Regions from separate parts of the Sus scrofa genome. Here region 2 is linked to region 1. Evidence: chromatin contacts called from public promoter capture Hi-C data. All regions are on one chromosome and are shown on one strand. Each heading gives the region's core, a stretch centred on a gene start, on an enhancer-like site or on the middle of the called end of the contact. The rest is flanking DNA. Distances are from core to core; before and after follow the strand shown. Region 1 holds the start of LOC100624950 (cytochrome b561 domain-containing protein 1). Region 2 has its middle 15 kb from the start of GNAI3.

Region 1 (6,969 bases), core at 3,266-5,765:
AATGTCCTCAAGGTTGAGTTTGAACGTAATCATATTTGGAATCAGGACTTAGCTTGAAATGCAAATGTGTGCAAAAGACATGGAATTTTTAAAAACTTGAGCACCCCAGCTTTTTTTTTTTTTTTTTTTAAAGACAAACCACCTGACAACTAGCAGCTTTTCTAGCTAGGGCACAAGGGCAAAAGGGCAGCCATTTGCGTCTTCCCCAAGGCCTGTGCCTCTCTGCTGAGCAGCCCAGCTAAGGTCCCAGATGGGGGGCTGGGGGAGGGGTGGGGCGTAGGGATAGGGGGATAGAGGGTGGGGGGGAGGAAACACATGAGCGAGAGGAGGCACAGGCAGTCAGCAGCCACAAAGCTCCCAGCTGGAGGCAGGGTGCCCGGGCACGAAGGTCTAAGGATTGTCCAGCTGCTCCCCCAGGATGTGAGGGCAGGTGGTGATGAGGGGAGGGAGAAGCGGAGGGCGGGCGGGGGCGGGGGGGGGGTCCGGCCAGCCGGGAAGAAGGGCTCCTCCTGGTGACCGCCTCCCGGTACTGCAGTCAGACTGGCTAAGCGAGAGGAGACCACCTGTGCCCTCCCCTCTGCCCTGTGCCCCTGCCGCCCCCAGCCCTCCCAGTCAGAGAGGTGACAGCTGGGGCCCCTTCCTCCTTCGGAATATAAACGGCTTCCCCCTTCCTCCCGGGGCTGGGAATAGACATCAGCTGGCACCGCCCACGCAAACTGCCGGCTGTCAGCCCGCCCGCCGCCCCCGCACCACCTGGGAGGAGGCACCACCTCAGGCGGCTCGGGCTTTCCGGCGTCGCCCGCTTGGCTCCCAGAGCAAGCTGGTGAACCTCGCCCGGCCTCCTCACCCTGCAGTGGGCAGAGTGAGACCCCCCGGCACGGCCTGGGCTGTGACCGGGCCAGGGGAGATGGACCCCTGACCAAAGCAGCCCTATGGGAGACTCTCCTCGGTGCGGCCCCAGTAAGCAGCTCCCGGTTCACACCACACTGGGGGGTTGGAAAGGACAATGAAAGAGACAGGAACCACCACCCTCTGCATAGCAGGCGCCCCTTAGATGCTCAGGGCCTGGAGCCCTCCTGGGAGATGCCGTCTGACCCAGGAGGAGCCTATCGAGGACCGCTCAGAGGGCCCTTCTGCCCCCGCAGTTCCCGCTCCTGTGCTGTCCACGCAGAGCAACCTCCTTGCCTCTGAGCCACCCATAGGGGACGTCTTGAATCTTCTACAGACCTGTCATATCCAAAATACTGCCATCCAGGAATGCCTCCCCTGGCTCCGACGCCCTCACTCCAGGCCTCCCGGAGTTCCCAGCGAGCTCCTCTACCTGCCCCAACACCAGCTTTCCTGACTCGGCCATTTCCGTCCTCACCACCATCTATGGAGCTCCCGACTCCCCGACTGAGCCAGGCCAGGGTTAGCCAGTCTGGCATCCAGCCCTCACCGCCCAGGGCAGTCTGGGGAACTACTTTCAGTTTGGAACACCGAGGGGTCTCTGCAGGGAAGACAGCCCAGCCATCATGTGCCAGCTGGCACCAAACTCAGCTCCCTCCTGGGTCAAAGAGCTGGCAAGAGACGACCACTGAGGAAAGCTTAGCTGCCAAGGGAAGAGGGGATCAGGGAGACTTTGTCTTCTCTAGATCAGAAGAGCCCTGCCCTGCTTTCTTGGCTCTTATTTTGTTCTAAGCGCTTCGGAATAGCTCCACAAAGCTATGTGCTAAGACCTGAGCCCTTAGAAGGGCAAAACATGAGATGCTCAGTATACTCTGCCGCTGGGAACGGATGCCCTGAGGCCCTCAAGCCCAGATCCTGAGTTGAGCTGAAGAAAGTTCTTAGCTGGGCTAAGAAGCCCAGCCCATGGGCTTGGTTAAGCCAATGCCTTTCTGCTCCTCTAAAAGCTTTAAAGTGACTTCAGTGCCTTTAATGTCTTGGAATTCTAGAGACCCTCTTGGGTCCCCTCCCTCACAGCACCTGACTCCAGGGACCAAATCAACACAGATTCCTGAAAGGTCATGCGGGCAAATCCGGGAGGGTAAGGGAATAATGAGTGTAAGACTTAGATCCCGACTCTGTTGAGTGGTCCGGTCCAGGGTTCAGTGCTGGGCGGGTGCTCTGTGACAGCAACTGAACAGACACTAGATGTTAGAGATTGTTTAGAAACAACCACTCATTACACAGATGAGGAAGCTGAGGTCCTGAGACACATGACTTGCATAAGGTTGCACAATAGAGCCTCTAAGGACCATAGTCCATAAATAAGACCCAAGGGCTTTGCCCACTACACTGCTTTCTCAAAGTGACCCAAAGAGCCATGGCTGCCATTCAGTTCTAGAAACCCAACTTCTCATCAGGAGTGCAAAGAAATGACTGCCAACACCGTCGCCACCACCACCACCCAACGCTTCTGTCTTCCATCAAGAGCAGGGGCTTCAGGATCAAGCTTCCCATCATCACCTTCCACTTGCACCCAGTACAGTTCCCCGATGTTGCCCACTGAGTCATCTGTCAGCCACAGCAGTTGGGGTTTCGGCAGCCCCTGGCCCAGCTATGAAGTACAAAAACCCTACAACTTCTGAACTGGATCCTTGAAGGTCACCCAAGGAGCCACTGAAGTCCGAGTTAAGTGTCCCATTTAGATTCAGAGTTCAGAGGAACTCACATTTCCATTTTCTTCCTTGGCAAGTAGGAGCTGGAGATCTGATGCATGATTACCAGGGCTGGATAGAGGGGCAGCGCCAGGCACAGGTACCAGGCTGCATCTTTGATCTGGGCCTGGAACCACACAGAGTGCAGGCCCAGGAGTACCGTTACCGTAGCCATCAGGTAGACCACCAGTCCACAAGTCAGATGGTAGAGCTTGAGGCGAGCCACCCTTGAGACCCTGGCTGCCCGGGGACAGAGGAGGCAGAGCCCACACAGTGCCTGGCCACCAGTGGCCAGTAATGTCAGAGCCCCTACCCAGCTGTGCCAGGACACCAGGTGGGGCAGCTCACTGCGGGTCCTGCTGGAGACGATGAAGCCCAGGCCCAGGGCTGCACAGAGGATGGCTAGGGTCTGCCCTGCCCAATGGAGTCGGATCCGGACCTTTCGGGAGCAGAAGAAGAACGGGGAGTGCTCAGGCGAGAAGAGTAGGATGGCCTCAGCCATGCAGAGGCAGAACTGTGAACATAGGAGAGGGCTAGTGAGCCTCAGGCCCAGCTTGGAGGCCTAAGAAAAAGGAGGTGCCCTCATATATTCAAACAATGAGGACAAAGGGTGGGGGCTAAGAACTCCCACCAGGACCCCCTGCCTCCCAGGTCAGCATTTCTGGGCAGAATTGGGAATCCACACTTCAATGATTCAGGCTGACATCCAGCCCCCTCCCCACCCCCTCCACAATGACTCCCACGTCTTGACCAAGGGGAAGGGCAAATGGTAAACTTCCTACTGAACTTTGGGGATCGGGAGCGACTGGAGAACACCCTTCCAATTCCTCCTTTCAGGCCTTAGCAGAGAAAAAATGGTGTCTTCCACGCCCTCCACCCCCTTCAACCACCTGACACTACCTAGAGCCCAGCCTTCTGTGTGCCCTGATCTCCTAAGTTGCAGGGAAAGATGGGGCCCTGGCCATTTCCCCCACCTCTCTGAGCCTTAGAAAGGCTGAGCCTTCTCAAGGCTGGATGCTTCCTTAGGGGAATATCCAAACAAATCACCTGCAGAAAGAAGCCCAAACTCACCGCCAAGGCCATGAATACAGGGTGCCAGGAGAAAAAACCTAAGAATCAAAGAGAACAGACTGACGGCTGGGCACCATTCTTTCTGCCCGCGTTTGGCCGGCTGGAGCCCAAAGAATCTGGCTGGAGAAGAAAAGTCACAGTGTACTATCTCCAACACTAATCAGCAATCAGGAACTCAGCACAAAGTGGAGCAACCAAGAGGGCAAACAAACCAGTTTGGCCCGAGTTCCCAATTCAGCGCCTCGCAGCAATCAGCCAAGTCCTAGAATAGATCGTGGCCTCCCTCCTTTACTTAGATCGTCCGTGAGGGGCTCCGCTTATGATGAACTAGTGAGTTTATTCCGTTCACTTCAGTCGTCTCCTCTCCTCCCGGCACCCAAAGCCCCACCCTTCCAGGACCCACCCCCAGGGCCACGCCCCACCACGCCCTTACTACCCTTCCACAGTCCGCCCCTCCACTGCTAGGGTCCCCACTCCACGCTTCTCCTAGCGCTCCCGGGCTCTGCCCCTCCAGCATCTCGGCTCCGCCCCGTCCCCTGGCCCCGCCCCCGTGCCCACTCACTGGTTCCCGGCCGGGACAGCACAGTCAGAAAGATGGTGAAGCCCAAAGCGACCAGGTGTGCCAAGATCCCACAGCCTCTCCGCAGCCAACGCGTCAGTCTCGGCTCCCTCGGCGGAGCGGGAACCAGACCTACCTCCAGGGGCTGCATGGCGGTCCCCGGCCGCCGCACCCTCCCAGCTGCCGGGGCACGTCTTCCGGGTTTGCGATCGCGGAGGCGGCCTTGGCTGCGGGAGAAGCTCCTCCCCAGGACGCCGCCGGCAATACGGCGGATGCGCCCACAGCGCCCTCTGGGGGCTGGGGGGAAAGAGCCTCGGCCCCGGAGAGCCCCGAGGGCAGAAGGCGACTGGACAGCTCCCGGCCCAGCGCTTTCCTTCAGCCAGCCTCATTTGCATTTTGATGTCTACAAGGGCTTATGGGGCTGGTGTCTCAGGCAGCCTGTGGAAATTATGTTTATGACAACTGATTTCACCCACATCACAAATCTGGTACACTGGGCCAAGCGTGTGAAACCCGTGTTTTGAGCAGTTTTCCAGAAATACTGAATTTCCCCGGTTGGCCACTGTCTCCCATCATCCCTTCTTTCGTCTTAAGGGAATAAGATTCCCCTCTGCTTAAAAGTAAGAAGACTGAAAGAATAAAGCTAGAATCTGGTGCCCTGTGCCTGGTAAATTCAGGGTTGAGGACCAAAGGCGGGCCATGCAACAGTCCTATCCCCTATCTGCGCAGTGGTTGTTGTCCCCAGTGAGACAAATGGAAAAACTAGGGCACTCCCAGCGCTGGCCGCCTCCACACCATCTGCTCAGCCCTGGGGAGCCAGGTGATCCTGAGGGACTGGGGCCTCCCACATGCCCGCTGCCTCCCACATCAAGGGAAGTTCTGTATGTGATCATACCCTTTTCCTTCCTGCCTCCAAAAAAGGTGTGGTTCGGCTTAAAGAGGTTGCGCCCCTTCCTTATGGGTAAACCCACAGGTCAGGGAGAAAAAGGGACCAAAGCAGGCCGTCCTGGGTGCAGTTACCCACTTAAGCTCCAGTGGCTGAGAAAATAAGGCTGCTAGCAAGAGGCAGGAAGAGCTGAAGAAACGTGAGGCAATAATGTGGAGACAGGATGGAGGCCTAGGGTTGCTCAAAGACCAGAGAAGAGCCACAAGCTGATGCCCACAGACCCTCAAGGCAAAGATCCAAGAGCCGGGCCAGGGGTGTGGCTCCCCTCCCCCATCCGGTCTCCTTTCCTAATGGGACTGTAGTTCCTGTGGCTGTTGCTCACTCAGAGCTGGAGCCGCACATGCCTCCTCATCCTGAGACTCCCACAGTGATTCCACCCCCAGCCATTTCCACAGTTTTAAAGGACAAAAAATGTACAAGCCTAAGAGACTTTTCTGCAGGCAAGCGATGGGAGCTGGAGCCTGGCTGCCTATCATCTCAGCCTCCTGGGGTGCGGATGGGGACAGTAAGGACACTCGTTTTGTTACATTTCTTTGCTTCCTTCTCTATGTTTGTTTTTGTATTTTCTTAGCAGCAACAGAACAGGGAGACAGTCTTGAGGTATTTTAAAGAGTTTTTTTTCTTAAAAAAAATAATATAAAGTTATAAAAAGCGGCAGCAGCCTGGGGCCCGGATCTGGAGGGGAGGAGGTGCTGGCGTCTCCATCGCAGTGGGCAGGCACTTTCTCGTTAATGGGCTTTTGACTGCAGGAAGACAACAGGCAAGAGACAGGGTCAGGCTGGGGGGCGGGAGGGGGTCTACCCATCCTCCTGTCACTGCACAGGCCATAAAAGTAAGGCCTGATTTCCTCCCGATGGTCTGGCGAGTAACACTGGGCAAGGGGGAAGACGAATGCCAGCCCCAGCAGAGGCAGCCCAGAGATCACCCAGGCCCACATGTGACACACACACTCGAGCCCTGGGCAACTGTCAGACTTACTACTCTGGTGTGGGCACCAAAGGTGTTGGTATGCACCTGGCTAGTGCTTGGCCAGGAGGGCACGCCCCTTCCCACCTCCAATACCTCCCTCCTGGCTAAGATCACATGGACAGCCCAGCATGCTACTCCAGGGCTCCCATCAGAAGAGGCAAATAAACCTGGCTGCTGGCTTTACCAGAAACCCCAGAGGACTTGCCTGGCCCCTGAAAACCTGGCAGTGGGTATGTGTGCAAGGTGGGCAGACATGCACGTGGACCTTGGGTTGTGGCCCTGCCCTTCCATGCCCTGATGCCCAGAGGCAAAACCAATGCACCAGACCGGCCCCCCACCCTGTGCCCAGCATATCAGGCCACAGCTCAGGGACCCAAGCTCAACGCCACTGCCCAAACCTTGCTTATCAGAGCTCATGGAGTCCAACTTCCTTTCCTTCAGGAACAGAGGTAGCTCCAGTTCCTGGAGTGAGGGCCACCGCCAAATCAGAAAGTGGCCCTTTGATTAAAGCAAAGGCGGGGAAGGGGGACAGGCAGGGGCAGCATCTCCTTAGTGCAGGGAGAGGGCTGGGCACGGAGGAAGGCCCAGCCAGCCAAAGCCGGGGTCCCCTCTCCCTGGAGAAGATGGCCCAGAACGCTTGCTCCCCTTCCCCAGGCCTCCCTTCCCTGCGCAAACATGTCCTCGCAAACATGTCCTCGGCGCCTCTCTCTGTCACTTTCCCCGTGTGCTGTCCACCCGCATCCCTGCTGACTCCGCCCCTTCCCGGACCTCTTCAGGGGGCTGGG
Region 2 (6,969 bases), core at 1,662-4,161, 42 kb before region 1:
TTTACCCACGAGGAGATGAGCACTGGGGTAAAGTGACTTTGCCCAGAGCACATGGCTCGTGAAGCACCAGCGCCCATCCTGGAGCCCAGGTCTGTTCAAAGCCAAAGCACGTACTCCTTCCTGCCCTGCCCCCGTGGCTCCTTTGGAGGCCTGACATGAGCGTCTGGGTCAAAGCCCTAAAGCCAGTTCCATAGAAGTGGCCGCTGCCTTCCAGGAAACAGCCTGAAACAAAATCAGATATACCTGAGTACGGGAAAATCAAATTAAAACATCAAGTTAAAACCTGAAGACAGCAAAGTGACTTCTATCAAACCTTTTGCGATCATGTTGGCAAGATCATCCTGGCATCTGTCAAACCCTCCGAGGTCAGGAAAAGCCTGTCTCCCTGATCAGCACCCACATCGTTCCTGCAGGGGCCTGGCCCAGGCTCACGTAGCCCCCCTTCCAAGGATTCACGAAGAACCAGGAAGGACTCGGGCTCACTGGAACGAGTTTATAGGAAGAGCACTGGATCGGTCGGAAATTCTTGGTTCTAACTGGGCTCAACTCTATTGGTTGATAGTTAGACCTTAGCCTATGAATTAGCCATCTGCGCCTTAGCTTTTCTATCTGTAAAATGGACACAATCCTTTACTTCCTAGATTATCTAGTGAGGATAGGAAGCCTCTAATATACAGCCTGCTTCTCAGGCTTGAGGGAGCTAGGATGGTTACCCTGGCTGGCCAGACAACTGGTGTGGGGGCCAGGGGGCTAGTCTCCAGGTCCTGAAGCCCCTTCTAGTAATCTTCACAGTTACTGGAAGTTATCTTGGCTCCAGAGAAGAGGAAAGGAAAGAAAAAGTGCCTATCCTGGCCTAGAGACAGCTGATAGCAATAATAATAAAATAATAACAACAATACTGATGATAGTAGCTCCTTTTTTTTGGGGGGGGAGGTCTTTTTAGGGCCACACCTGCAGCATATGGAGGTTCCCAGGCTAGGCTAGGGGATGAATCAGAGCTACAGCTGCCAGCCTACACCACAGCCACAGCAACGCTGGATCTGAGCCACATCTGAGACCTATACCACACCTCAAGGCAATGCCAGATCCCTAAACCACTGATCAAGGCCAGGGATCAAACCCAAGTCCTCATGGATACCAGTCAGGTTTGTCACTGCTGACCTGGAACGGGAACTCCTGGGGAGGCATTTGTTTTTTAACTTTTTCATTTTATTTTATAGCCATGCCAGGAATTTAATTTTATTTTGGTTCCCAGGCCAGGAATTGAACCTGTGCCACATCAGCAACCCAAACCATTGCAGTGACAACACTGGATCCTTAATGGCTGTACCACGAGAGACCTGAATGTTTATTGTTTCTTTTTTTTTTTTTTTTTGTCTTTTTGTTGTTGTTGTTGTTGTTGCTATTTCTTGGGCCGCTCCGGCGGCATATGGAGATTCCCAGGCTAGGGGTTGAATTGGAGCTGTAGCCACCAGCCTACGCCAGAGCCACAGCAACATGGGATCCAAGCCGCGTCTGCAACCTACACCACAGCTCACGGCAACGCCGGATTGTTAACCCACTGAGCAAGGGCAGGGACCGAACCCACAACCTCATGGTTCCTAGTCGGATTCGTTAACCACTGCGCCATGACGGGAACTCCTATTGTTTCTTGAAGTATGGTTGATTTGCAATGTTGTGTTCATTTCAGGTGTACAGTAAAGTGAATCAGTTATATTCTTTGGCAGATTCGTTTCCCATATAGGTTATTCCAGAATATTGAGTAGAGTCCCCTGTGCTGTATAGCAGGTCCTTGTTGGTTACCTATTTTATCTATAGTAGTATGAATATGTTAATCCCTAACTCCTAATTCACCCCTCCCCCTGCCCCGCCTTTCCTGGCAGGGGTTTTTTATGCTGTATCTCATTAAACGACCTCCACTGGGCTTTGGAGTGGCTGCTGACATTACAGCCCTCCGCCCTGCCAATCCCTTTTAGAGCTTAGCACCATGGAGGAGACCCATGCCCTACCAAGCTGCATGCACACCCAGGAGTGGACCCCTGTTACGGGCAGGGGCACCCCTTTCCCCAGGATCGTAGGGGAGCGCCTGGCCACTCAGGTCTGATTTCTCCATCCCAGACCTGCTCCTGGTGCAGCTCGGCCCCGCCCTTGCCCACCAGCACCTCTTGATGGGGTGGCGTCCATGCCCACCCACTCTGTTCCGCCCCCTCAAGATGAGACTTTGAGGTGGACCCAGTGTATCTTTCATCTGGTCATCCATGTATTCAATAGTCTCTGGAATGCTTTTCATGCACCCACGGCACACACGCACACACACACCCATAACCCCTCCTTTGCTTCCTGGCACCCTCTGCCCTCCTCTGCTCTCTCTGCCTCCGTCAAAACTCGCTCTCGGGAAAGAGGCTGCTAAATCCGTTCCCATTGAGAGCAGCTAAATGTGCTCTCACTCCCAGGAATATTAACAATTTCACAGGGAACAAAGGGAAGAAGCTGGATGTTGGGATTCCAGCATCGACCAGGGGTGTCCCCGAGATCCCACAACAAAGGCTGGCCTTGCCCTCCCCGCCCCCCGGGATGCCAACCTGGCACCTTCCCTGCACCCACCTCCAGCCACACGGACGCCCCACCCTCCCCACGCGGAGAGCAGGCTCACAGCTGGGACCTCCCCACCACAGCTTGGCGCCCGGCTGTCCAGAGCCCCTGTGCCAGCGCCAGCCACGCCTGCTCCCCAGGCACACACCCGCCTGCCCACCATCTGCGGCCACGCCGAGGGGCTGAGGAGGGAGTCGGAGGAAAGCAGAGGTGAAAGCCTTTCCATCCCCTTTATTCCCCCACAGTCTGGCCTCCACCCCCTGCCAGGAGCCAAGATCCAACAGTATATTCAGCCTGCAGCTGCCACTGGTCATGTGAGCCCATTGCTAGGTTACAGGGACCCAAAAATAAATCCTTCCCAACCAGATTAGAAACTGGGGGCCTTGGATGAACCAGGCTCAAAAGAGTGACAGGAACACCCACAGTGCATGTGCAGGCCAGGCCTGCTCTGAGAGCAGGGACCTTCCCCATGCTGCCCACACCCATCCATCCGCTGGGGCTCAGTGGACCCCCTAAAAAAATTCCCAGAGAGCTGCTGGGTCTTGATAATTGCACAATAAACAGGTCTCCAGGCAGAGTGGCCCTTCCTCACTAGCATCAGGGCGGCCTGGGCAGCATTCCTCTGCTCCCCCCGCCCCCGCCGCCCCATGTACCTGCAAAGTGCAAAGCACCACCAACCATTTGCCCTGTGGCCTGAGGAGCAGTCCGTACCAGGTACCCTTCTCAGACTCGGGGAGGGAGGGAGATCTGCCAAAGCCCCAGAACTGGGCACTTTCATGGGAGAAGTTTCACAACAATCTTCTCAATTAACTTAGTTAACCTCTCAGTTAACAGTCTCTCAATGACTCCATGTACACATGTGGAAACTGAGGCTCAGAGAGTTTAAGTGACTTTCTCAGAGCCACTCAGCTGGGCAGCTGGAATTTAAAACCCAGAGCTATATTTCCTAAGTCCGCAGGAGTTCCAGCTGTGGCCCAGCCGGTTAAGGATCTGGCATTGTTTCTGTGGCAACATGGGTTTGATCTCCAGCCCTGTGAAGTGGGTTAAGGATCTGGCATTGCCACAGCTGTGACATAGGTGGCAGCTGCAGCTTAGAGTCCATCCCTGGCCCGGGAACTTCCATATATTGTGGGTGTGGCCAAACTATATATATATATATAATATATACACATACACGCACATATATATTATGTATATTCATATATATTTGTGTATATTTACTGAGTCTGGGGATGGGACAAGGAAGAGGACAGGGAAGCACAGCAAAGGAAAGGGGTGGGGGTCCCTGAAAGCCCCTCCCCAGGGCCTCATAACTGGGCACTTTGCTCACCCTGAATTGGGAGTTCGTCTCTCCCTGCTACCCACCTCCTCCCATGCCCAGAAAGGTCACGGCTGCCCCCAAGCTCTTGCCTCCCTCATGGCTTTGGATTCTGTCACCCTCTCTGGCCCAGAACCTAGGTGGCATCATTCCTGGTGCTCAGGCCCGAGGAGGGTCGTGTACAAATGCCCACTAATCATTCCCCCTCTACTTCGGAACCTTGGCCCGGAGTCAGAATAGCAGAGCTGCAAGGGTCGTGGGTAACTACTTTACAGAAGAACAGGCCCAGAGAGGGGAAGTAACTTGCCCAAGGCTCCACAGCACCACAGCAGTGACCCAAATGACTGCAGTGACAAGGCCAGATCCTTAACCTGCTGCGATACCAGAGAAACTCCCCTACTCCCTCATTTCTGGTTGGTTTTTGTTTTGTTTTCCTGTCTTTAAGGACAATTTGGGGTCTGTTATACCTGATGCTGGAGCAAACCAGAAGTCCCCCCAATACCAGACTTCCTTCCTCAACCCAGCACATCCAGTTGCCTGCTCTCCTCCTTCCCAGGCAAGGGTCTAAGGAGGCCCAGACTCCCCACTCACCTCCATGTACCGTCCCTGCGTCTCCATTCTGAGCACACTCCTAGCATCGCCTGAAGCCTCAGGGCATCCCACTTCCCCCTTCTGCAGCTCCCAAGGGCTTCGTTTCATTCCAGTCAAGAAATATGTCCTGAGCACCTACTACATGCACAGCTCCATCTTGGGGCGGGGGGGGGGGGAAACACAAAAGTGAAACAAATACAAACATTGCCCTCTTTGTGCTAACAATCTAAAATGGAGACAAAGCAGGTTATAAGCCTCAAAGAAGAGTCAAAAGGCCTTGGAGATTCAAAGGAAAAAGTGAACCCACTTCCTTGGGAAATCTGGGAAGGCTTCATGAAGGAAGTGGCATGGGTCTTAAAGGAGGGGTAGGATTTACACTGTAGCTGAAAGAGGCGGGAAGGAGAAGAGTTCAGGTGAAGGAGCTGATGTAGCCAAAACCCGGAGACAGGCAGGTTTATGGAGGATCAGGGCACAGCGAGTTGTCCAGTCAGACTGAAAAATAATCTGTGTGTAGGGAAGCAGTGAGACCAGAGAAGGAGATTGGCTGGACCGTGAGGGCCTGATCAGCCAGGCTGAAAAGTTAGCAGAGATCAGCATTTTGAGCAGGGACATGCAGGTTCACAGGTGTGCCCATCTCCAGTCTTTTAGTGAGTCAGTTAAGTATTTTTTGAACCCACAAGTTCCAGGGTGAATTCAAGGCTTGAATTTTCCTGAGAAACCCAGGCCTAAAGAGAGGAGAAAAAACACGTAGGCCATCCAAGAGATAGGGCCTGTGAATACACGACAGACTGAACACAGAGGAAAGGGACCTCAGAGATGAAGCGATGTACGGACCAGATGGTGCTCATGCGTCCGGGGCGACGCGTGACCTGCACGTCCCTTCTGTAGGGGAGGCAAAGGGTAGAGTGGAAACGAGTGCCGGGAAATCGCCCTTTCAGACTCATGGTGTCGTAAGAAGCTGCCCAGCCTGATCGGTAGCGACAGGACACCCTGGACCACCCAGCTGCTCATTCCAGCACTGCCCCCCTCACCACCGGTTCCTGGGCTCTGACCTAAGAACAACGAGCTCGCCAGGTCCGGTTTCCCTATTTGGGGTCCACAGAGCACTCCCAGCAGTTCCTGGTCCCTGACTCAAGGGGGCGCCCCTGCTCTACATCTCTGGGTTAGTTCCCACTAAGCGCTGTTAACTCAGCCCTGCCAGCTCAACTGAGCCCTAGGGGAACCTGACCCTTCCTTCTCCAGGCCAGGCACAGCTGGACACAAGGATACGTGCCCTATGGCCTTTTACCCAAACATTTTTTTTCAAAGTCCTCTCCCTGCATTTCAGACTCACTTAAAAACAGAACACCCCAATTCAGCTCTCATACCCATATGTCCCAGGAAGGGCCAGGCTCCCAGACCCAGGGCCCCTTAGGGGTGGAGAGATGGCTTATGAGTGGCGCGGGGGCGGAGGCGGGGCTGGGGGGAGGAGAAGAGGCACAAGATATGATCAGCCCCTTGTCCGCCTAACTGAGGGTCCTATTGGAGAATGATGTGTGAAAGCTTGGCCTCTCTGATGGCCTAGCCTGGAAGGGTAGCCCTGGATGCTCTAAATCAGCCCTGAGAGCAGGGGACCCTTGATGGTGAGGACCCGGGGGGAAGGGAACACCGCAACTGCTCCACTGCAGCGCTTCTAGGCCGCCCTGACAGCCAGAAGCCACAAGGGGGCAGTGTTGGCCACGGAGCTGCAACGAGTCAACTGCAGTTTCCAGGTAGAGGTTTCTCACTTCCAAACCCCAAGCCCGTTTACGCTCCTGGAGGACTTGGGGCCTAGGGGCCCTGATTTTTCTCCTTTTTGACCTCCCACAGTCTCAGCTTGGAGGACCAAGGCTCCCAAGAGAAAACCCCTCATATTCCTAGGAGGTGGTGAGGACGAGACCATCAGGCTGGCATCCTAGGAGCACTGCACTCAGAGTCCAGAGGCTGCATCTGCGTGAGTGAGCAGTGCATTTGGGGCCTCTCTCCACCCCTCTCCTCGCCTCAGCTCCAAATGCGAGTTGGACGAGGTGTGTAGACGCTAAGGTCCTCTGCAGCTCTAGCTTTTGAGTCTGAGTCATAGCTGCTGTCCTCAAGTGGCTTCTCTCTCCAGGGCCCTGACAGCTTGGGAGATTCAGGGCCTAGGAGCAGGGGGTGGGTGCAGGAAATAGCAGTGGGTCCTTCTGCTCCCTGCAAACCAGCTCGTTCCCCTGGGAATCACAGAACGAGATTCAGTCCCAGCCCTGGGAAGAGGCCCAGGAAGGAATGACCAGGGTCAGCTGGGTCCTGGAACGACCCTGCTAAGTGGCTCCTTCTGACTGGTCTGTGTGCCACTGTGTGGATGGTAGGAGAGCTGCAGGCTGGCTGAATGATGTCCCCACCCAGGCCCAAGCAACCCAAAAAGCCCGGGGCCAGATCGGACAGCCGCAAAGTGGAGGCTGCAGAAAGCCTAG

The links. Promoter capture Hi-C pulls out the DNA fragments that hold promoters and counts their contacts.
Region 2: a contact with region 1 is called in a promoter capture Hi-C map of fetal skeletal muscle, with 6 times the contacts expected there. The contact joins the enhancer-like site here to the promoter of LOC100624950 in region 1. A contact is called at or near these places in 5 of 5 promoter capture datasets (fetal liver, fetal skeletal muscle, liver and 1 more), 36 of 47 Hi-C or Micro-C datasets (adipose tissue, alveolar macrophages, blood and 18 more) and 2 of 2 datasets of contacts at active chromatin or transcription factors (alveolar macrophages and skeletal muscle).

Annotation. Positions count from the first base shown.
Region 1 is chr4:110,631,423-110,638,391 of Sscrofa11.1, forward strand. LOC100624950 (cytochrome b561 domain-containing protein 1) reads right to left here and starts at 4,516. Exons shown (of 3, transcript XM_003355263.4): 1 at 4,273-4,516; 2 at 3,711-3,748; 3 at 1-3,153. The coding sequence starts at 4,420. The coding sequence ends at 2,650. AMIGO1 (amphoterin-induced protein 1) reads left to right here. Exons shown (of 2, transcript XM_005663589.3): 2 at 1-127. ATXN7L2 (ataxin-7-like protein 2) reads right to left here. Exons shown (of 11, transcript XM_021090075.1): 10 at 6,583-6,682; 11 at 5,811-5,958. The coding sequence ends at 5,858.
Region 2 is chr4:110,590,795-110,597,763 of Sscrofa11.1, forward strand. No RefSeq gene overlaps it. Among named protein-coding and RNA genes, the nearest start is that of GNAI3, 15 kb to the left of the region's middle. Within about 2 kb of position 2,912, at least 12 of the 83 cell types and tissues checked have an H3K27ac peak or open chromatin away from gene starts, as enhancers often do. A contact at or near this core is called in fetal skeletal muscle and skeletal muscle, where this site is marked.